7 separate regions of the Mus musculus genome follow, and all the other regions are linked to region 1. A link is a contact called in public ChIA-PET, Hi-C, HiChIP or PLAC-seq, Micro-C and promoter capture Hi-C data. All regions are on one chromosome and are shown on one strand. Each heading gives the region's core, a stretch centred on a gene start, on an enhancer-like site or on the middle of the called end of the contact. The rest is flanking DNA. Distances are from core to core; before and after follow the strand shown. Region 1 holds the start of Hp1bp3 (heterochromatin protein 1, binding protein 3). Region 2 holds the start of Capzb (capping protein (actin filament) muscle Z-line, beta). Region 3 holds the start of Hspg2 (perlecan (heparan sulfate proteoglycan 2)). Region 4 holds the start of Otud3 (OTU domain containing 3). Region 5 holds the start of Micos10 (mitochondrial contact site and cristae organizing system subunit 10). Region 6 holds the start of Tmco4 (transmembrane and coiled-coil domains 4). Region 7 holds the start of Cdc42 (cell division cycle 42).

Region 1 (2,700 bases), core at 3-2,502:
CTACTAACTCAATTCCCAGGAGTGCAGACAATCCTTAGACATCTGCACACACCCGGAACACATACAAACAGGTACACACACATATAAAAAATTAAAAGATGGTTTTAAAACAGAATTCTTCAAAAAGACCAAAATCCCTTTTTAATATTTAATTTTTTTTTCATATGACATACTTGATCAGGTCCCCTCCTCTCCAAATCCTCTCAGATCCTCCCCATAAATCCCTTTGAAGAGATTGCCCATGATCCCAGTGTTCAGGGGAATGGGTGATGTCACTAGTACAGACGCTCACCAGGGAGGAATTTTTGGTGGGGTGATTTATTTAATCTTCTTAGAACCCTTGGAGTTTCAGCCACTCTGGCAGGTGGAGAGGACTGAAAGTGTGTCTAATTGGTTTCCGTAATAAGCGCTTTGATTGACCTGCAGTTGCGGTGCCATGCATGTACCAGGCCGATACCCACAAGACTCCGGCTACTTGAGGTACATTGAATTTTTCCAAAGTGGCTTTGAAGAACTACACCTGCAATCCTTCATTTCCTTTTCCTTCTTTACACAGGCTCTCGTGCATTCCAAGCTGGCCTCAGGTTGGTTACCTACCCAAAATGGCCTTGAAATTTCGATCCTCTTGATGCCACCTATTGAGTCTGCGTCATCACACTGGGCTCTAGGTGCTGGCGATGGCACCCAGGGCTTTCTTCAGACTAGACACATACTAACAACTAAACTACTTCTTCAGCCCCAAGAACTACAATTTTCAAAGGCGGTGGTGTGCACATTACATGAATAGGCAGATCTCAACGTAAAGTGCCAAATAAAAGGCGACTCCCTTCTAATTCCGTGGTTTCTTTTGGGTGCTGGGGGTGGGGAAGCTGTCTGTGCATGCAAATCAAGAAGCTGGGGGCAGCCCGGCTCACGCATCTTCCAGGCCGTGTATGACCAGTCCTTGCTCACTACACTGCCAATTCCCTGTGGACTCAGGAAGTGGCTGTTGTTGTCTAGCACCGTCTTCCAGGGCTAAAGGGAGGCTGGAACCCCAAACCCGAAGGACTCGGGGTCGGAGACAGAGACTGCGCCGAGCACGCAGGACGCAGCCAGGAAGCTAGCGCTCCCAGCCACGCTCTGCCTCCCGTCGTCCGCCGTTCCCCCCCACCTCCCCCACGAGCGCCCTGTCGCGCCCCTGCGCGCCCGCCCGGGGACCCACTTGGCGGGCGCGCGCGGGGGCGGGGCCGGCGCGGGGGCGCGCGCGTGAGGCCGCGGGCAGGGGGGCGGGGCGGCAGAGCTCGGTGCCCGGCCTGGAGGACAGCGGTGTCGCGAGTCGGCGATCGGTGGTCCGCGGCAACGCCGAGAGGCCGTACGGGAACGCGGGCGCCGGAGCTCAGAGGTAACGCGGGATGGACCCGGACCCGGCGCGCAGGGAGTGGGCGCGAGCTCCGTGCGCGAGTGAGTAGCGGAGGGCCACCGGCCTGGGCGCTGACGCCGCTGCCCGGGCGCAAGAGGCGGGACGCGGGCACCGAAGGCCGGCGGCTTTTGTCCGTCCGCCGCGGCCGCTGCGCCCTCTCGCGTCGCGCCCGCCACCCGGCCCCTGCCCCTGGCGCGCGGGCCACTCGGGCCCCGCGGCGCGCGCTCCCGCCCTTGTTTTGTTTGGACTTGGGGAGGAGGGGCAGCTCTTCTCGGGTCGGGCCCACCCCCCCTCCGTGCTTGTCTCAGTGCGCATGCTCCGGCGTGCGCCGCGGAGCCCTATTGGCTGCGGGCTTGCGCATGCTCCGAGGCCTGTGGCCCGACTTCCGCCGCGCCCTCCTCCCCTCGGCCTACTGTCAACTTGTCTTCAAGCCCGGTTCGAAAGATGCCGGCACTAGTGAGTGGCTGCGGCGGGCCCGCCCTCCCGGCTTCTCCGCCCCCGCCGCCGCCGTGGCCGCCATTACGGAGTCCCCAGTGGTGAGTGTGCAGAGCTGAGGCCACGCCGGTCGCCGCTGGTCGCCGCCGGGTCCCCGCAGCCAGGAGCGCGGCGTGGTCTCTGCGCGGTACCTCCGCCGCCGCCCTCAGCAGTCCCGCGCCCATCTTACTCCCCACTCCCGCTAGCCCTGCGCTGTCACCGCCACGGCTCTCTGTCGCGCAGCCGCTCGCTCCCGCCTTTGTCTTCGCTGCTCCTCCGGGCGATGCTCAGCCTCTGGGCGCTGTCGCTTCGCTGCTGTCGCCGCCGCCGCTACCCCGACGGCCTTGCGCTTCTGTGTCCCCCGCGAGCCTACACCTCCCCCGGCCTCCGCCGCGCTCCCCAGGCCGGCGCAGGATTGTCAGTGGCAGCCGTCTTAAGCCTAGGCCCGAGTCGATCCAGACTTAAGCAGGCAGTTTTCCTTAACGCCCTTGAGCTAAACCCTCCTTCACAGCCAGAAGTGCTCATGACTTCTCCCCCAGGCTGCTTTACTGCCCTTCTCCGACTGCCCGTTGCTTTGGAGAACGAGTCTTATTAGACCTGGACCTCATACGCAAGCATCTTAGACGTGAAATGTGTCTAGAGAGTCATTCTGCATTTGATCTTAGCCAGAAGGGCCTAGAAGCTATTAGGAAATCGTTTGAAGTTTTTAATTTTTATTTTATCTTCAATTTTATCTTCAGCATAGGCCATATAAGGCTGCCACGAGCTTTCAGTTTCAGAGTGATTTGTTCAAAGCTGCTCTCAAATTTTGTTTTTGAGGTGGTCTC
Region 2 (2,700 bases), core at 58-2,557, 980 kb after region 1:
GGGGCCTTAACTCAGGACAGGGGTACTTACCCAGGCTGTAAGAGGCTCTATTCCTGGAGGTGAAATCTTACCCACAAGCCATATGCCATCATGGGCTATTTTGCTCAAAGCTGTAATTTCTCCAGCCTGCTTCCTACACAGTGCTTGGCCAATAGCTACATGATAAATACTTCCGGTGTAATGACCTTCTAAGTGCCACTCCCTTCTCTGAACTCCTGTAATATTGGTCTATGTCATTCTTGAGAGACTTACCTGGACGCTTTCTTTGCTGGTGGCTGTCCCTGCAAGCTTTCACTTGACTATAAGCTCAGAGGCCTAGGGCACAGTTTCCCCTCAGATGTTTTCTGATCTCTTCTCAGGACCTGATATGACTCTAAACGGAGGGTGAGCAAGCCGTGTAGGGGGTTGTTATAAACAAAACGTGCAATTCTAGGGCTCCTGAGTTCTAGATAACAAAACAAAATTCACTCTTTTGAACAGCAAATTTCTGGTTGGGGCTGCAGTTAAGTGGAAGAGCTTAGCCTAGCCTGCCTGAGGCTCTACGTTCAATCTTCAGACCTGAAAACAAAGAGGGATTTCTGAGTCACTATATGATTCGAGAGAGATACTCATTTAGGGAAACGGGCTGATTCTCTGTACATAATGTAAAAAAGTATATGAAACAGCATTTATTGAACCCAAATGTTCTAGTCTTCTTACCCGGGTCTTTCCCACAACTACTCTGGTAGCTATGAAGTGCAGGCAGGGATCCTTATGGCTTATTCACTTGTCATCTTTTGGTACCTAAAAGCTGCCCGCCTGGTCCTGATAGCAGGTGTTCAGCAACAGGGGCGGCAGAGCCGGCTTCCCCATGCAGGTTCCGCTCGCTCTGTAGGGGCCGGGCCTCGTCCGGCGCACCAGTTCCGGGTCCGGGTGGGTTGCGGAGGGCCGGTCCCCTCCTAGTTTCGGCGCCTTCCGCATCCTCCGCCCAGGGGAACCAGTGAACCGCTCCACCCTCAGCTAGCCCGCGTCCTGCAGCTGCGAGAAGCGAGGCTGACAGTCAGAGGAGGGACGCAAGTAGACCCAGTCCCTCCGGAACGCCACAGCCCTGGCCGCGCAGGAGCGTTGCGCCTGGCCCGCCCCTCCTGAGACAGGACACGCCCACTCGACCACAGGGCCTGCCCCCGTCCCCGCCCCCCGCGCGGCGCTCCATACTTGGCGATCGCTGCGGCCCCGCGCTCTCATTGGTCGGGAGCTGGCGGCTGGGGGGCGGGTCGGGCTGGCCGGGGCGGGGAAGGAAGGTGGTGGCTGCCCGGCGCGGGGGGGTGGGGGGGGGAGGGGGGCGCTGACCCGGATGTTCACTCTTGGGCACCCGGGGAAGTGGAAGCGCAGGGCCCTGCTGCGGGGGGGAGAGCCACAGACGCCGGGACAGGGACCGTCGCCGCCGCCGCCACCATGGTAAAGGGACCCCTTCACGGCTCCATCCCGGGACCCCTCTCACCGCCGGAGCTCGCGTCCACTCCTTCGCCGACCCGCCCGGCCCGGGAAGGGTGGGGATCCGGGGTGGGGGAGGGGCGGGGTCCCGGACCCTAGGCAGACGCCACTCTTCGGGTCCGGAGTGGGCGGCGGGAGGCCCTGATAGCCTATGACCCCGCCCTGGGCTCCATGTGGAGCCCAGTTCTTCTCCCTGCAAGTCCAGGCTAGTCTCGCCTATCCCAGGCTAGACCTTCCTTCCTTCAGGGGCCAGGCCGGGCACCCCTCTCGCAGGCCTTCATCCCATGGGCTGTACTTGGGCTCCTGCCTCGGCCCCAGGGCCCAGGCTAGGACCGTGGTTCTCGCTCCAGTGGTCCAGTCTAGGTCCCCTTCCCCCAAACTCTTCTCCTCTCCATGGCCCCAGTCTGCACCCCGATAAGCCCTTTCCAGTGAACTCTGCCTAGGTTTGTTTCCTTCACCGTCATGGAATCTTCTCTCTGCGGTCGGTCCTCAAGTGTGGCCTCTCTACTCCAGCTGTGTTCCCCCCCTCCCTGCACCTCCCTGTCCCCGGCCCTAGCCGTCCCCTTCCCCCGACTTCTCACGACTTAGCCTAGCCTGCGTCAGCCCTTCGCTGCTCTCACCCTCCCATCTAGACCCTGCTTGTTCCGTGTCCTGCTCCTGACCCAGGTGTCCCCTCTCCTGTTCCTAGGAGGCTCTTTCTGGGCAGCCTCTGGCGAGCGGGGGAGAGCCCCAGCCAGGGTGGGGGTGGTCTGGGTACTGAGCCTTTCCTAGGTTTGCCCCTTTCTGGGGAGGCCGCTTCGGTGTGAGTGAGCAGGCGAGCGAGGGAGAGAAGGGCGGCATCTGTATGCCCGGAAGGCAGAACAGGGCATTTCCCTTGGGAGGGCCTAGTGGTAGTGCGGCTAATAGAGCGCGTCTTGAGGGGTGCCCTGCCTGAGTGGGGAGCAGAGTGCTGACGGGTTGGTAAGCCAACTGGACAGGGGTGAACTCACAATTGCTCTTGTGAGGCCGCAGCCCTGGGGCTAGGGGGACACGGAGCTCAGCAGCCCAACCTACGGCCTGGACACGATGCATCCTAGCAGGCGCAGCCTTCCTTTCCCCCTGAACTGTCAGCTTGTTAGAGTTGGGACTGCTGATTATGGAGGTGCCTCGGAGCAGGTGAGCAGAAACTCACAGGCCGGAGAGCTCCCGGACTCCACTCATGGTGTTTGTTTTGGTAATGAAGACAGG
Region 3 (2,700 bases), core at 61-2,560, 750 kb before region 1:
CATCACTCAAAGGGTTTTCCTCAAAGGCACACACATACTTCAGTTATTTTTCTCTCCACCCATTAGCCTGGGGCTTCCTGGAAATTTTCAGTCAAAAAAAGGGGACCCTGGGTAGGTGGTAAAGACACACCCCAGCTCCAGGCTTGTGTGTCTGCCCCTGGGATGCAGCAGGGTTGCCTCAATGCCAGTGACTTGGCAAGAACACCTGAGACTGAGGCTCTGGAAGAGCCTTGTCTGAACCTGGGTATACAAAGTGATACATCTCTGGGACTGATGTATGTGAATCAGAGTGGGTCTATGAGTGATTCAGATCGTCTGTGGCATAGGGGTAGGAGCACCATCTTGTCCAGTATCACGCACTGGGATGAATGTGTGGAGGAAAAATGTAGAACATATAGGCTGGTGAGTGTGTGAAAAAGCACATAAGCCCTAGCACAAAATGTGTGAGGAACTGGGTGTGTGATTGGTGTGTGATCCAGACTAGAGAGAGAACTCAGTGGGAAGAGATATTTGCCACAAAGCTCTGTTACCTGAGTTGGATCCCGGAACCCACATGCTAGGAGACCATTACTTTCCAAAACACCTCTGAGCTCCACATGTGCACTGGGGCATGTATGTAGGCGCACGCGCGCGCGCGCGCGCACACACACACACACACACACACACACACACACACACACACACAGAGGTACAGAAAACAAACACAATAAATAAAAGCCACTTTATAGCTTGTTGGGATGCTTGAGTCTGTAGAAAGGTAAACAAAAAGGTAAACAGGTACATGGAGTGGATGTGAGCAGCTGAGTGCATGTGAGATCCCCCTCTCTCGAAAACTGCTGTGCACTCCGTGTGGAGCACGTGGTGTGAAGGAGCGGCGTGTGCGGAGGGCTCGAGGCCCTGCCAGGTGGCGTCTCAGTCCTATCCCACACTCCAAGCCACGTCTGGCGTGGAGCCGGTTGGGCCTCATCCCACATCGAGGGGGATTGGGGCCCAGACAAAGGCACAGTCGGCCGCGCCGCTCCTCCAGAGAGCCTAGCTCGCGGCTAGGAGGCGGGGGCCGCCGCTGAGGGGGCGGGGCCAGGTCTTGTTAGGGGCGTGGTCTATATGGTCAGGACGCGTTGCCTCGGGGGCGGAACCTGGTCTTGTGGGGTGTGGCTAAATGTTTGGAGGTGGGGCCTAGGGCTCCTGAACTTGGCGCCTCGGGGGCGGAGCCGGAGACCCGGGGGCGGGGCGTGCACGGGAGGGCGGGGACGGGAGTTGGTTGGGGGGGTGGGGGGTGGGAAAGAGGCGAGCAGTCCGAAGGACTCGGCAGGACAGCGAGCTGGTGGCTGCGGGAGGCGCCGAGCGAGCCAGCGAACGAGGCCGGGCCATGGGGCAGCGGGCAGTGGGCTCGTTGCTGCTGGGGCTGCTGCTGCACGCGCGGCTGCTAGCGGTGAGTTTGCGTGACCGAGGGCCGAGGGCGGGGGGCGCGCGCCAACTTGGCGGGGCCACCGGAGGCTGCTCGGCTGGGACTCTGGCCCGGGACGGCCGCGCCCGCGAAGGACCCTGGGCTGGCACTGGCCAGCGCCACCCTTGCAGCGTGGGGCTTTCCTAGGGGACGTCCCAGGGATCCAGCGTGGAGGTCAGGGGCCGTCCCCGCAAGCGTGGAAATCGGAGGGTCGCCGGCCACGTTGTTCAGGCTCAAAGTCGCCTCTGGGCATGGCCCGGCCTGCAGTTCTGGCGTGTGGGGGGGCTGACGGAGAAACTTCTAGCAGGGTGGGAACTTGGCAGGACAAGGGTATTCCTTTCTGCTGCCAACTTGGCAGAAGGGGCAGTTCATGGTGATGGGTACCCTGTCAGTCGTCGCTGGAACTTTACCATGCTATCCTCTGGGGGGAGATTATGATCAGGCAGTCAAAAGTTAAAACTTGGAACAAAACTAAGCCTTGTGTGGAGCACCCCATGGACCCTGGAGTTTTCTAAGCCATAAGCTAAATCAATCACTGCGTTGCACTGAGCCTCCGTGAGACCTGCAGAGAGCTAGTTAACCTCTGGGAGGTAGTCCCACGTGGGTAAAGGGAACTCAGAATGGGAAGCCTCAGGGCAGAATGGGCCTGGATGGAATGAGTGCTGGGTGCAGCGCTTACTACAAGCCAGCCCAAGAGCAGCTGAGAGTCCCCAGGATTCTTCCACCACCTCCCAAGTGGGATGCTGTGTGTGCTCCTTCAGTTCTGCCCTTACCCTGAGCTCACAAGGGGCCACAAGGAGGAGAAGGGAACTCTTGAGTCAGGAATCCTAAGACCTGGAAGGCACTTGGCAGGAGAGGCCCAGAGGACCTGAGTGACCTCACGGAGGACAGGGTGGAGTTGATGGACCCGGCAGGCAGAGGGTGGAAGATGAGGGTGGGGTACCTCTGGGCCCTGCTGTGGTGAGCCACAGAGCCCAGGTGCTCCTAGACAGTCTCTATCCCTGTTCCCTGTTCTTGGAGCCAAGAGGGTGACTTTTCCAACTAGGCCAGTGTTTACCCAGTGACTGCTTCTCTGTCCTTGCCTGGCTGGCTCTCTATCACCTCTGCCCTCTTGAGTCACTCCTTAACCGCCCACCAGGCTTGACCCTTTTCTGTTTCTGCCACACCCACGTAGCACCTCTCCTCCCCACCCTCTACAGAGCAGCCTTCTCCTCTAACCTTCTGTCTGGCCTCTCACCCCAACACTCAACTGC
Region 4 (2,700 bases), core at 24-2,523, 700 kb after region 1:
ATTTGCCGGAAGCTCTGAAGGCAGGAGATACAAATGGGGTTAGTTTATTGAGTCTTGATCAATAAAATTCAGCGTAGTGTATCAAATGAAGAAAATACTTTATGTAGTGGGACAGAGGCACACATCTTTAATCCCAGCAGATGGCTATGAGTTTAAGGGCAACCTGGTCTACACAGGGGATTCCCGGCCAGCCCTAAGACTACATAGCGAGACTTTCTCAAGAGGGAAAGATTGGTTTGGTTTTGTTGGGTTTTGTTTTTTGAAACCCTGTCACCCTATAGCCCAGGCAAATCCCCCAGTCTCATTGCCACATCTGCCTTTGTAGACTCCTTAGCTGTATTCCATTCTTCCATGGCTCAACCTGACCATTCCTAGAGGAGAACACACTAACAGTGCCTCTTGCAACAACACACCTAGCAGGCAGGCTCCCTCGGACCTGCTAACCCGTTCCTCTCCCCGTTTCTTTATTCTTTTCCTTCTCTCTCCCCACGTTCCTGGACCCATGTCCCCGTTCCATTAAGTTGCTTCCCCTCGCCTTCCTCCGTTCTGTTTCCAGCTGCTACTCTTGTATCCGGCTCCCAGAAACAGCTGGCCCGGGACTCTCATGCCTTTTACTTGGGGAACCCAAAACGTGGGAAGCAAGCTCTGTGGAAGCTACCTTTAGCTCTCCGCCCTCGATACCCCAGTGCAAAAGTGGGCGAGGACACCCAGGAGGGCCAGCATGACACCGAGCGGGACCTAGGTCCTTTCCCATTCGGCTTCATGACAGCTGCACCTCGAGGTCACCTCTCAGACCCGCTCGGACCCTCGGGGGACCCTGCCGCAGCGTTCCACCAAGCCTGACCCTTGCTTCCCCCTCAGCGACCGGCCCTGCGCATCCCCAGCGCCGCTTCCCGCACTCCCGGCCCGCCTCACCCGTCCCCCGGCACCTCCCGCAGCTTCAGCCCCAGGGCCTGCAGTTGGTTGGCGAAGCTCACAAACTCTTCTTCGCAGCCGCTGCCGCCAGGATCGGGCCGGTTCCGCCGCTCCTTGGCCAGCGCCCGGCGCGCCGCCCGCTCGTCCCGCTTACGCTCCGCCTCGGCTCTGCGGCCGCCGCTGCCCGGCCGGCTCTTCGCCGCTTGCTTTCGGGACATGGCTGCGGCGGCACACGGCTTCGCCGCGGAAGGAGCCGAAGCCGGAGCCGGAGCCGCAGAGCCCGGGGCCGCAGCCTCAGCCGGCCACCGGGCGGAGCGGCGCAGGGGGACGACGCCTGGCGACAGCGGCGCGGCCACTGCGCCGGCGCGGTCGCCTGGCAGCCAGGTCACGTGGTGGTAGCTCCGCCCCCGGGGCGGGGCCAGCAGGCACCATAGAGAAAGATAGGAAGACTAGAGAAGCACCTGTTTTGTTGGTTATTTTCTGCCCCCTCGTGGTGGGTAGTGCTCAGTGAGGCGCAGTGGGACCAGACAGGTCAAGGATGACTGAGGATGTCAGAAGAGAGGCAAGAGCAAAAAAATGCGGAAAAGAAGGAAAGGGTGACCGGGCCTGGTGGCGCACGCCTTTAATCCCAGCACTTGGGAGGCAGAGGCAGGCGAATTTCTGAGTTCGAGGCCAGCCTGGTCTACAGAGTGAGTTCCAGGACAAGGAAAGGATGATAAGGGAATATGTTTGTCTAGAATGCGCTAATCCGCAATCAATTACAAACGCCTGCGTGCGTGCACAGACCCTTTAAAAACTCAGCCTACAGTAGCTAGGGAAATAGCTCAGTCCATATAAGTGCTTGCTCCATATGCCAGGTTCGACCTGAGTTCGGATCTCCATCACCCACTTTAAGAAGGGTAGGCCTGTCAGAGAGCCCCTGTGATCCCATCCCTAAGGAGGAAGAGACAGCCCACTGCACTCACTGCCAGGCAGTTTAGCCAATCAGTGAGCTACAAGTTGGCTTACACTTCAAGATCAGCATCCATCCTTGGAGGCCATCAGGACAGGAACTCAAGCAGGTCTAAAACCCCCGAGGCAGGAGCTGATGCAGAGGCCATGGAGGGCGCTGCTTACTGGCTTGCTTCCCCTGACTTGCTCAGTGTTATGTTTTATAAAACGGCAGTATAATGTGGCGGCAGGAGAACCTCAGCAGGCCCATTCCTCTGAGGACTCACCACCATACGACAGGCCTAGAACAAAAGGAAGTTTATCGAGGGAAGGGAAGGGAACCTGGAAAAGGAGTAGAGGCAGAGAAAGGAGGGGGACAGAGAAGGACAGAAAGAGAAGAGAGAAACAGAGGTAGGGTCCAGTCAGGGATATGAGAGAGAGAGATTATGGTTAACAGTGGTCTTCAAACCTGGCAGGGAGAAACGCAAGCTGTTGCTAGGTAACTGTTGGGCAGAGCCTAAAGGAATTGACAACACGCAGCCTGCTTTCTTATAGAACCCAGGACTACACGCTTAGGGATGGCACCACCCATAATGGGCTGGGCCCTCCCCCATTGATCACTAATTAAGAAAAGCTCTACAGCCAGATCTCATGGAGACACTTCCTCAACTGAGGAAGCCAAATAGGCCATTTCCTCCCCAACTTCCTTTTCGGTGATGATGTTCCCTCACAGCAATAAAACCCTAACTAAGACATCCTGTGACAAGAAATGAGATAGACCATGAACTCATTGTGCCTATGGTTACCCACACAAAATATCAAGTCAAGACGGTGATGGAGATTCCTGGGAGTGAG
Region 5 (2,700 bases), core at 98-2,597, 910 kb after region 1:
AAAAAATGCTGGGGAGGGGGAGAAGGCCGATCAAAACTCAATGGGCAGCCAGTTTAGGCAAACTGATGCGCTCCAGTTCCTGTGAGAGTCCTGTGTAGTGGTGCACACCTTTAAATCCAGCAGAGAGTGTCTGAGTTCAGGGCTAACTTGGCTGACATAGTTTTCCTGGCCAGCCAGGTCTCCATAGTGAGGCACTGTCTCAATAAATAGGGCAAAGAGCTACTGAGGGAGGGAAGCCACTCATCATCGATCTCTGGCCTACACACCAATAGCTGCAGACAATCAACAAGAGAAAGATGGAGTGGACGAGGATCAGCAGAGAGCCTGAGAACCCCAAGGAAGAAATCCTGGGGGGGGAGGGATTCTCAACTATGCCACATTATCAGCAACGCGATTTCAGGCAAGCTCCTTCACCGAGCTCCAACTCACGACGAGACAGGTCATTTCCGAGCTACCGTGGCGAGCAGCGCGCCTAACATCTGCATCACCATCACTATTATATGGGACACCCCCGCCCCCCGAGCCTCCTTCCCCGACCCCGTGACCTCACAAAGTGTGTCGTCACAGGACGCGTGTCCAAAGAGACAACCTGGACTACCGAGGGGGCCGGCGGTGGCCGCGATCTATCTGACTGCGGCCATTCTTCCGGAGAATAACCCCCGGCTCCAACTGCAGACCCGAGGCGGGTTCGGATCAATGAGGCCGGGCACGACCGCAATTGCCAGCGCGGCCCGACGGAGGCGGTTAAGCGCCTTCTTCTATGACCTTCTTCCGAAGGCCGCTTGCTCCCGGCTGGGGAGCCGTCTGCGCTCCGGCCGGCTGCTCGCCTAACCCGGGGGACATGGGGCATGGAGTGACAGAGTTTCCCGGCGCGTCCCGCACGCCTTCCCACTCCCGGAGCACCGCTGCTTCCCCGGGCCTGCACCTCCAGCCACCTCGGAAACTCCCGCGCCCTTCGGCCCGTTGTCCTCGCCGCCCTCGTCGCCCTCGTCGCCCTCGCCGCCCCGCTTGACAGTCGTCACCTGTCAGCGCCCCGCAGCTCAGCGCGCCCCGCCGTCCAGACAGCAGCAGGCCGCGGCTTGACCCCTGCGGCTTCCCGTCCGCGCGCGGGCCGCTCGGCTCCAGCCCAGGGCCTACCAGAGGCAGATGAGCTCACCTAGCTTCACGACCGTGTCGGCCATGCACCGGTCCCACTTTCTGCCCAGCTCGGACTCCGACATGTTCCTCACTGGCAACTCCAGCACTCTTCACGGCCGGCCCCCGCGCTCCTACTGATGGCAAGTCTCGCGAGAGCCGGCCGCCACCATAAGCTTCCGGCCGGAGCCGGCGCGCCAAATATCGCGGGATCACATACGTCGTCCCTGGCTTCCGGCTTTTCTTCGCTCGGTCGTCAAGGTGACAGGTTGCCTGGGAGCCGGAGGTGACCCTGACCTTGGAGATAGCGGAAGGGAAGCGAAGACTGACTACATCCAGAGTACAGAAGGCCTTGTCTTTCCTGGGTTTTTCATATTTGTACATAATTATTTTGGCCATTGCCCTCCTCCCGTTCTACTGTTGCCCTCTTTCATCCTCCATTTTATACCTACTGAACCCCATCTTCCTCATGTGTGTATGTGTATATATGTGTGTATGTATATGTATACATGTATATATATAAAATATACGTATATTATATATCTATATTATATATAATAAAACATATAACAAATAAAATAATGTGTGTGTGTGTGTGTGTGTATATATATATATATATATATGTTATATACTTTGTTTTTGTTTTTGTTTTTTTTTTTTTTTGAGGCAGGGTCTCTCTGTGTAGCCCTGGCTGTCCTGGAACTCACTCTGTAGACCAGACTGGCCTTGAACTCAGAAAACCCCTGCTTCTGCCTCCCAAGTGCTGGGATTAGAGGCATGTGCCACCACTGCCCGGCATGTTATATGAGGGTTTGGTTTTGTTTTCTGTTTCTCTGATTGTCTCTGTTTTGTTTTGTTTTGTTTTTCAGAGACAGGGATTCTCTGTGTAGCCCTGGCTGTCCTGGACCTGGCTCTGTAGAGCAGGCTGGCCTTGAATTAAGAGATCTACCTGTCTCTGCCTTGTAGGGCTGAGATCAAAGATGTGCACCACTCCATCCACAGTTTAATTAGGGTTGTCTGCATGGCCACAGTCGGGGAGTATTTATTTGAGCATGAACGACTTCCATTCAAATGGATTTAAAAACAACCCCCCACCCTGCTGCATTTTATACAGAGTGTGTGGGTGCCTGCGCATGCCCTATAATGGCACATGTGGGAGTCAGAGGACAGCTAGTGGGAGTGGGTGCCCCTCCACCCTGTGGGTGCCAGGGACTGAACGCAGATCACCAGACTTAGAGGCAGTGCTATTACTTGCCGAGTGACCTAAACAGCCCTAAAGCGCAACCAGTGTTACTTTATAGATACTTCTTTTCTTCCACCCACTCAACCCCCTAACACTAGATAGGCGATAAGAAAGGATAGGGCAACAGGTGACGTTATCATTAGACTGTTTCCTGCTGATGAGGGGCATTGAGTTCCTTGGAGCAAGCTTGATCTTCTCCAGCAGAATAGCTAGTTTCTTATTGTTTCTTCCCACTTTACTACTTAACCAGCAGCAACCCACCAACAACCTGCCCCTTGAGGCCCTAGCATTTATAGACCCTTTGGAAAGTCCCCAGGATCCAA
Region 6 (2,700 bases), core at 120-2,619, 760 kb after region 1:
AGTTTCAGAAATAGTGCAGAGTCCTCAGCAAAAATCCATGTGACCTTTGCCTTACTTTCCAATCTTAACACTGATACATTGGACAAGATTTTTTTAAAAAATCAATATTGATATGTGGCTATGGACTAAAAGCAGAGGAGTCACTCGCAGTGTTCTCCCTGCGTCTTTACTGTCCCCAAACCCCACCTAAGCGATCACTTTGTTTTGAGTATGTCTTCTTTTCTAAAACTATTTTCCATATTGATTTTCTTTATCCATTGTGATTCTGTTTTCCATTAGAGAATGACCGTTTTTTTTTAACTTTCAGAGTTACATTTATTTTTTTTTAATATCAAGAACTTACTAAAATCAACTTATGCTGAAATTAAAAAAAAAAAAAAAACGGCAGCTGTCTCACATCTGAAAGGCTAAGGTAGTTAGTTGCTCAGGCTGAGGCTGGCTACTTCAGCTCAGGACCGCTTCTTAATCGGTGGCCTCTGGTCACTCCAATCCTCCATTCCTCATAGACAACAATAGGATCTTTTAAAATTCCATGATATTTGCGGGGGGCGGGGGGAGCGTGCCACCTTGGTATGGTTATTTCCCCAACTTAGTGATGCCCAGAATCTCAGCTAGAATCCTTCAACCCTCCACAACTGTCCTTTTTTGACCTACAATAACCTCCTAGCTCTTCTAGGTCCTGATTGGCCGATAGAGAGATCAGGTGATGGAGGCCCTCTAGCGTTCCAGTCGGATCCTGAGTCATAAGGCTCCCTGCTGGAATGCCGCACGTCTCATCTGTCCGCTCGAGAACTTTTTCCATTTCCAACTCCAGCCTATCTTCTCCAGGGGAAAGAGCAACGACGTCAGAGGTCATGGTGACTCAGATTCCAGCCCTGACCAGGATGGCCACCTACTTCCTCACCTGTAGATTAGGTGTGATGAAATTTCACAGGTTGCCTGGGCAACCAAGAGCCGGCTCCCAAATGAGGAGAGCGGAGGATGAGGCATGGGAGACAACCCCCCCTTCCATTCTTGGGGTCTTTAAGTTCTAGTGTGGGATACCCAGATTATAAATTGGCAAACAGGAAAACAATCAACTTCAGTGTTAAATACTACGATTAAAATATGGGCCCGAAGGCCTGGTGTGCTAATCCATAACCTTGCTGGCACGTAGTAGGTGCTCAGCAAATACTTGTTCAAAGACTAGAGCTGAGTGGGTGGCTAGTCTAACAGGAATGGAACCCCAAAACGGAGGCCCGTGGGACGGAAGAGCCACGGGTGCAACGACTGGCGAGCATTAGAGAAAGTGAAAGAACGATCAGAAGGCGTGGGTGTTGCAAATTTCACCGAGCAGTGTGCACAGGAGGGGGAGGCACCTTCTGGGACAGGCTCTTTTCAAGTGTGGCGGCAAAATTTGGAAGCTTCCCCTTCAAGTGTCTGCTCGAACTCCCCTCATGCCAGCCCAGCCCCTGGTGAGCACTCTCTGCAGACCCCTCCTGTGCCCCGCGCTCTCGCTTCCTGGGGAGCGGGAGACACAGAAGTGCGGGTCCCGTCCCAAGGCCAGCACCCGGGCGATGGCTTTGGTGGCTTAGGTGGCGGTGCGCCCGGCCCAGCCCGGAAGGCCCGGGCCCTAGGGCTGCGCAGGCGGGACCGGCCCGGGCCGGTGTGGGGCGGCTGGGCCAGGGAGAGAACAGGCGGGGAGCGCCAGGGCGGGAGCTGCGGGGCTGCCAGAAGTTCTGCCGTCGTCCCATCCGTCGCTGCCGCCTCCAGGTAAGCCCGCGGGGAGCCCCGATCGTCCCCACGCCGCCTCCACTGCGCTTCCGAACCCGGAAGTGCTCTCGGGACTCCTGAGTAGCTGGAGGGGAAACTGATGCCAACGAGCATGCCAGCGGCCCCCGCCTGCCAGCACAGCCCAGGGCACCGGTCGCTGGGTTTGAAGGGAAGAAAGGACCTTGCTCAAGGTCACGCAGGGTCACTGGACGCCCCCTGCGTACTGGGAGCTCCAGGCACCCACTCCCACCCTCTGTGTCTCCAGACTCAGTTCCCCGAGGCCTGGGAAGCCCTAGAGTCCCGGAAAGGCCCGGCCCCTTCCTGCTGTGACGGGGGCGTGGCTTCTCGCCCCGCTGCGGGTTTTTACAGAGTAGGGGACATTTCACATTACAGGTTTTTACATCCGGGAAAACTGAGTCTGGGAACAATGGGATGATTTTGGCCAGGACCAGGCAGTCAGAGCAAAGAGGTTAACTAGGGTGAGCTGACTTCAGAGTTTGACCCAGTGTTAGGTTCAAAACTGGCCTCCATGATGTCCTTGTCCTTGCCAGGGGTGACCCAGAGTAGAAGCTGGGGCTGGCTAAATCTGCAGGTTTGATCCTGAGGCCACTGCTGCCTTCAAGTAGGAGGGAACACACCCCTGTAGGGCTTCCCAGGACGCCACTCACGGGGTATATTTATTGAGCACCTACTATGTGTCATCGTGTAGGCTCTGAAGACACAGTAGTGAAGACTCCTCAGGGTGAATCAGCTAGGCAGAAAGACAAGGCCACCAAAATCCCCAATTACCCAGTATGTTTGAGAAGTCAGGAAGGAACCCAGGGCCCCATCCTCCTAGTTAGAACCCTACCAAACCGCCTGAACCTCTGGGCATCACCGAAGATGCTGCTTCCAGCCTCAGTTTCCCACTCCCCTGGACTTAAAAGATGCCCTCAAGGAACTTGAGCC
Region 7 (2,700 bases), core at 67-2,566, 860 kb before region 1:
ACCATGCACTGAAGTTGGGTTCTTTACATCAAGTAAGTCACAATTAGTGTGGCAAAGAATTGCTCCTGCAATTCACCCGAGTATATAGCCAAGGGGTCCTTTAAAGATCATACCTACACAAGTGGCTGCAGACAGTGTATATTCCCTGACCAAAATAACTTAAACCTAAGATTTTGAACCTTCGGTATTTTAGGTGCATCTCAGGCAGCCTGAAGACAGGCAACAGGATTTCAACAACAACAAAAAAAAATTGCCACCTTACTCTGAACCAATGTGCTGGGTTGACCCACAAAGGCCGCAAGATGCTGTCTTAATTTGAATAGCCCTGACTTGTAGGAGTTAAAACTCTCACCCCTTATGCTGCGATGACGTAATCTTCCACACTGAATTTCTCCCAGAGTTAAAGGGGTGGAAAGAGGAATTTACAAAATAGTAATAATAACCGACAAAGAAAATTTCCTGCTAGGAACGAGGAACTGAGTAAGTGGCCAGGCGGGGTTTCGGGAGGTGCTTAGGCAGGTCCCGGATGGCAAAGAGGCCGGCCCCGGCAGGAGAGCCCCGGGAGCCGCGGGGCAGGAGAGGACACGGCGCGGGGCTGGAGACCGCCGAGGGGCGCAGGCGCAGAGCCGCCCGGTCCGTCACCTCGGCCCCGGCCCGGCCCGGCCCTGCGGCCGCAGTTCCGCTCCCCTCCCCCGCCAGCCGCAACGCGTCCGTGGCGGGGCCGGGGAAGCAGGAAGTCGAGGCCCACAACGGAGAGACAGCCCCCGGCCTCCGACCCCGGTCCGGACCGGGCGTCTCCCACCCCGCGCCCCGGGGCCTCGGAGCCCGCGGGCGGCCGGAGGGGGAGGGGAGCGGGTGGGATGGGTGTGCCCGGTCCTCTCGCCGCCGCCGCCGCCGCCGCCGCCGCTGACAGCTCGGCCGGGCTGTGCCCTCGGCCGCCGCCATCCCCGGCCGCGCCGCGCCGCCATTCCAGCCCTAAGCCTCGCCGCGACCCCGCCTCGCTTCCCTCAGAACCCGGGCCGGCGGGCGCACGCGACCCCGGCAAGCCCTCCCTCGCGGCCCACCGCCCGCAAGCACCGGGATGCCCCTGCCCGCGAGCATCCTCGAGAACCGAGAGAGGACGGGGGGGGGGGGGACACGCGAAGGGGACCGGGCGGCGCAGAAGACGCTCCCGCAGGGAGGCTTCTCGGGCCCCGCACTCACCTCAGCTTCTCCGCCGGGGCGTTGGCAGCACTGCGCGGGGCCTCCTCGGCTGCCGGACAGGGGCACGCGCCTGACGTCAGCACGCAGGGGACGCATGGTTGGGTGCCCGCGGAAGTGGGAGGGACAAAGAGAGAGAAGGGGCTGAGGGCGGCTCGGGCTCCGCCCCTTGGCGCGCACGCGCGCGGGCTGCGTTCCTTGCATGCTCTGGTTGGCTCTCTGCGCCTTTTAACGGTATTTTTTATCCGTAATAAAACTATGAACAATGATGTGCACGGTGTTGTAACTAAAGTTTATTTTGAGTCTTGCAACTTCGTGAAGAAAAGTGTTGTAAATATGTTTTACTTTTATATTTTTGTTTATTTTATTGAGACAGGGTGTCATTATGTAGCCCTTGCTATCCCAGAATGGCTATGTAGACCAGGCTGTCCCAGAACACAGCAATACTACTGCCTCTGCTTCCAGAGTTCTGATATTTCAAGAAATGTACTACCATGCCTGAGCTGTCTCTCTCTTTTTTGTTGTTGTTTTTTGTTTTTTGACAAGAGTTTCTTTCCATGGGTAGCCCTAGCTGTATTGAAACTTGCTGTGGAGCCCAGGCTAGCCTGGAACTCAGAGAATCCCTTGCCTCTGCTTCCTGGGTGCTGGGATTAAAGGTGTGCATCACCATACCCAGGCTACCGGGTTTGTTTTGTTTTGTTTTGTTTTTAATAACTTGAGACGTGATCTCGTTTAGCGCAGCCTGGATTTGAATGCTTAACTAGGTACCAGAGGTTGATCTTAAACTGCTAAGCCTCTACCTCCGAAGTGCTGAGCTTATAGGCGTGCCCCTCCATAGCCTGCCTCTTTGCTTCTCTGAGAGAGGAAGTGACTTGCTGTGCACAGCTTTATCTGTCTGTTTTTGGAGTGGGAGTTGAGTATCACCCTCGGTTTTGTTTAGAACTAAAGACTTTCCCCCTCAAAAAAGTCCTACATTTACTGTCCCTGAGTGCTCTCCCCTGGCCCCTTTGGTTGGATCTGACCTATCAAATCCTTCTCTTCCCTGTCATCTCGGCGCCTGTTGAATAGCTGCCTTCTCTGGCCGTGTACTAGCTGCTGGAGAATAGAGAGCCTAGCCTTCTGTCAGATGCTCCCCAACATTAGAGGAACCTTATCTCAGTAATGTTCTCTTGCGGGCTGGAGATGTAGCCCAGTCGGTAGAGAGCTTGCCAAGAATGCACGAAGCCCCACGTTAGTGCCTCTACCACATTCATAATCCAAGCTCTGAGATGGATGGCTGTAATCCCAGCACTTGGGAGGTGGAAGCAGAAAAATCTATGGTGACCCTTGGTTGCATAGAAGATTCAGAGTGTCCTAGGATACAAAACATCCATTCTCAAAAAACAGGAGGGTGTGTCTTAAGGAGGCAGAACTCTGAGACCTCAGATGTGTGCTCCTGCATCCAGCTTTATGTGGGCCCTAGGGATTCGAACTCAAGTCCTCACACCTGCGCAGCAATCA

What was found. Promoter capture Hi-C pulls out the DNA fragments that hold promoters and counts their contacts. Hi-C and Micro-C count contacts between places; a contact is called where the count stands out from the background. ChIA-PET counts read pairs in DNA pulled down with a chosen protein or histone mark. HiChIP or PLAC-seq counts read pairs in DNA pulled down with a chosen protein or histone mark.
Region 2: a contact with region 1 is called in a Micro-C map of embryonic stem cells, with 8 times the contacts expected there. The contact joins the promoter of Capzb here to the promoter of Hp1bp3 in region 1. A contact is called at or near these places in 1 of 39 promoter capture datasets (pre-B cells), 1 of 484 Hi-C or Micro-C datasets (embryonic stem cells) and 1 of 115 datasets of contacts at active chromatin or transcription factors (bone marrow-derived macrophages).
Region 3: a contact with region 1 is called in an HNF4G HiChIP or PLAC-seq map of pancreatic cancer cells. The contact joins the promoter of Hspg2 here to the promoter of Hp1bp3 in region 1. A contact is called at or near these places in 1 of 39 promoter capture datasets (liver), 1 of 484 Hi-C or Micro-C datasets (embryonic stem cells) and 1 of 115 datasets of contacts at active chromatin or transcription factors (pancreatic cancer cells).
Region 4: a contact with region 1 is called in a Hi-C map of CD8 T cells, with 6 times the contacts expected there. The contact joins the promoter of Otud3 here to the promoter of Hp1bp3 in region 1. A contact is called at or near these places in 1 of 484 Hi-C or Micro-C datasets (CD8 T cells) and 2 of 115 datasets of contacts at active chromatin or transcription factors (bone marrow-derived dendritic cells and memory CD8 T cells).
Region 5: a promoter capture Hi-C map of liver shows a contact between it and region 1, with 3 times the contacts expected there. The contact joins the promoter of Micos10 here to the promoter of Hp1bp3 in region 1. A contact is called at or near these places in 1 of 39 promoter capture datasets (liver) and 1 of 115 datasets of contacts at active chromatin or transcription factors (bone marrow-derived macrophages).
Region 6: a contact with region 1 is called in an RNA polymerase II ChIA-PET map of memory CD8 T cells, with 16 read pairs. The contact joins the promoter of Tmco4 here to the promoter of Hp1bp3 in region 1. A contact is called at or near these places in 1 of 115 datasets of contacts at active chromatin or transcription factors (memory CD8 T cells) and 1 of 9 other capture datasets (adipose tissue).
Region 7: an RNA polymerase II ChIA-PET map of memory CD8 T cells shows a contact between it and region 1, with 28 read pairs. The contact joins the promoter of Cdc42 here to the promoter of Hp1bp3 in region 1. A contact is called at or near these places in 2 of 39 promoter capture datasets (liver and pre-B cells), 1 of 484 Hi-C or Micro-C datasets (embryonic stem cells), 3 of 115 datasets of contacts at active chromatin or transcription factors (extraembryonic endoderm stem cells, memory CD8 T cells and pancreatic cancer cells) and 1 of 9 other capture datasets (adipose tissue).

The regions. Positions count from the first base shown.
Region 1 is chr4:138,215,360-138,218,059 of GRCm38.p6, forward strand. It overlaps Hp1bp3 (heterochromatin protein 1, binding protein 3), which reads left to right and starts at 1,253. Exons shown (of 13, transcript NM_010470.3): 1 at 1,253-1,381.
Region 2 is chr4:139,191,592-139,194,291 of GRCm38.p6, forward strand. It overlaps Capzb (capping protein (actin filament) muscle Z-line, beta), which reads left to right and starts at 1,308. Exons shown (of 9, transcript NM_009798.4): 1 at 1,308-1,437. The coding sequence starts at 1,435.
Region 3 is chr4:137,467,493-137,470,192 of GRCm38.p6, forward strand. It overlaps Hspg2 (perlecan (heparan sulfate proteoglycan 2)), which reads left to right and starts at 1,311. Exons shown (of 97, transcript NM_008305.3): 1 at 1,311-1,432. The coding sequence starts at 1,370.
Region 4 is chr4:138,912,695-138,915,394 of GRCm38.p6, forward strand. Otud3 (OTU domain containing 3) reads right to left here and starts at 1,274. Exons shown (of 8, transcript NM_028453.2): 1 at 916-1,274. The coding sequence starts at 1,133.
Region 5 is chr4:139,129,766-139,132,465 of GRCm38.p6, forward strand. It overlaps Micos10 (mitochondrial contact site and cristae organizing system subunit 10), which reads right to left and starts at 1,348. Exons shown (of 4, transcript NM_001163006.2): 1 at 1,157-1,348. The coding sequence starts at 1,220.
Region 6 is chr4:138,971,536-138,974,235 of GRCm38.p6, forward strand. Tmco4 (transmembrane and coiled-coil domains 4) reads left to right here and starts at 1,370. Exons shown (of 17, transcript NM_029857.3): 1 at 1,370-1,752.
Region 7 is chr4:137,356,443-137,359,142 of GRCm38.p6, forward strand. It overlaps Cdc42 (cell division cycle 42), which reads right to left and starts at 1,317. Exons shown (of 6, transcript NM_009861.3): 1 at 1,204-1,317.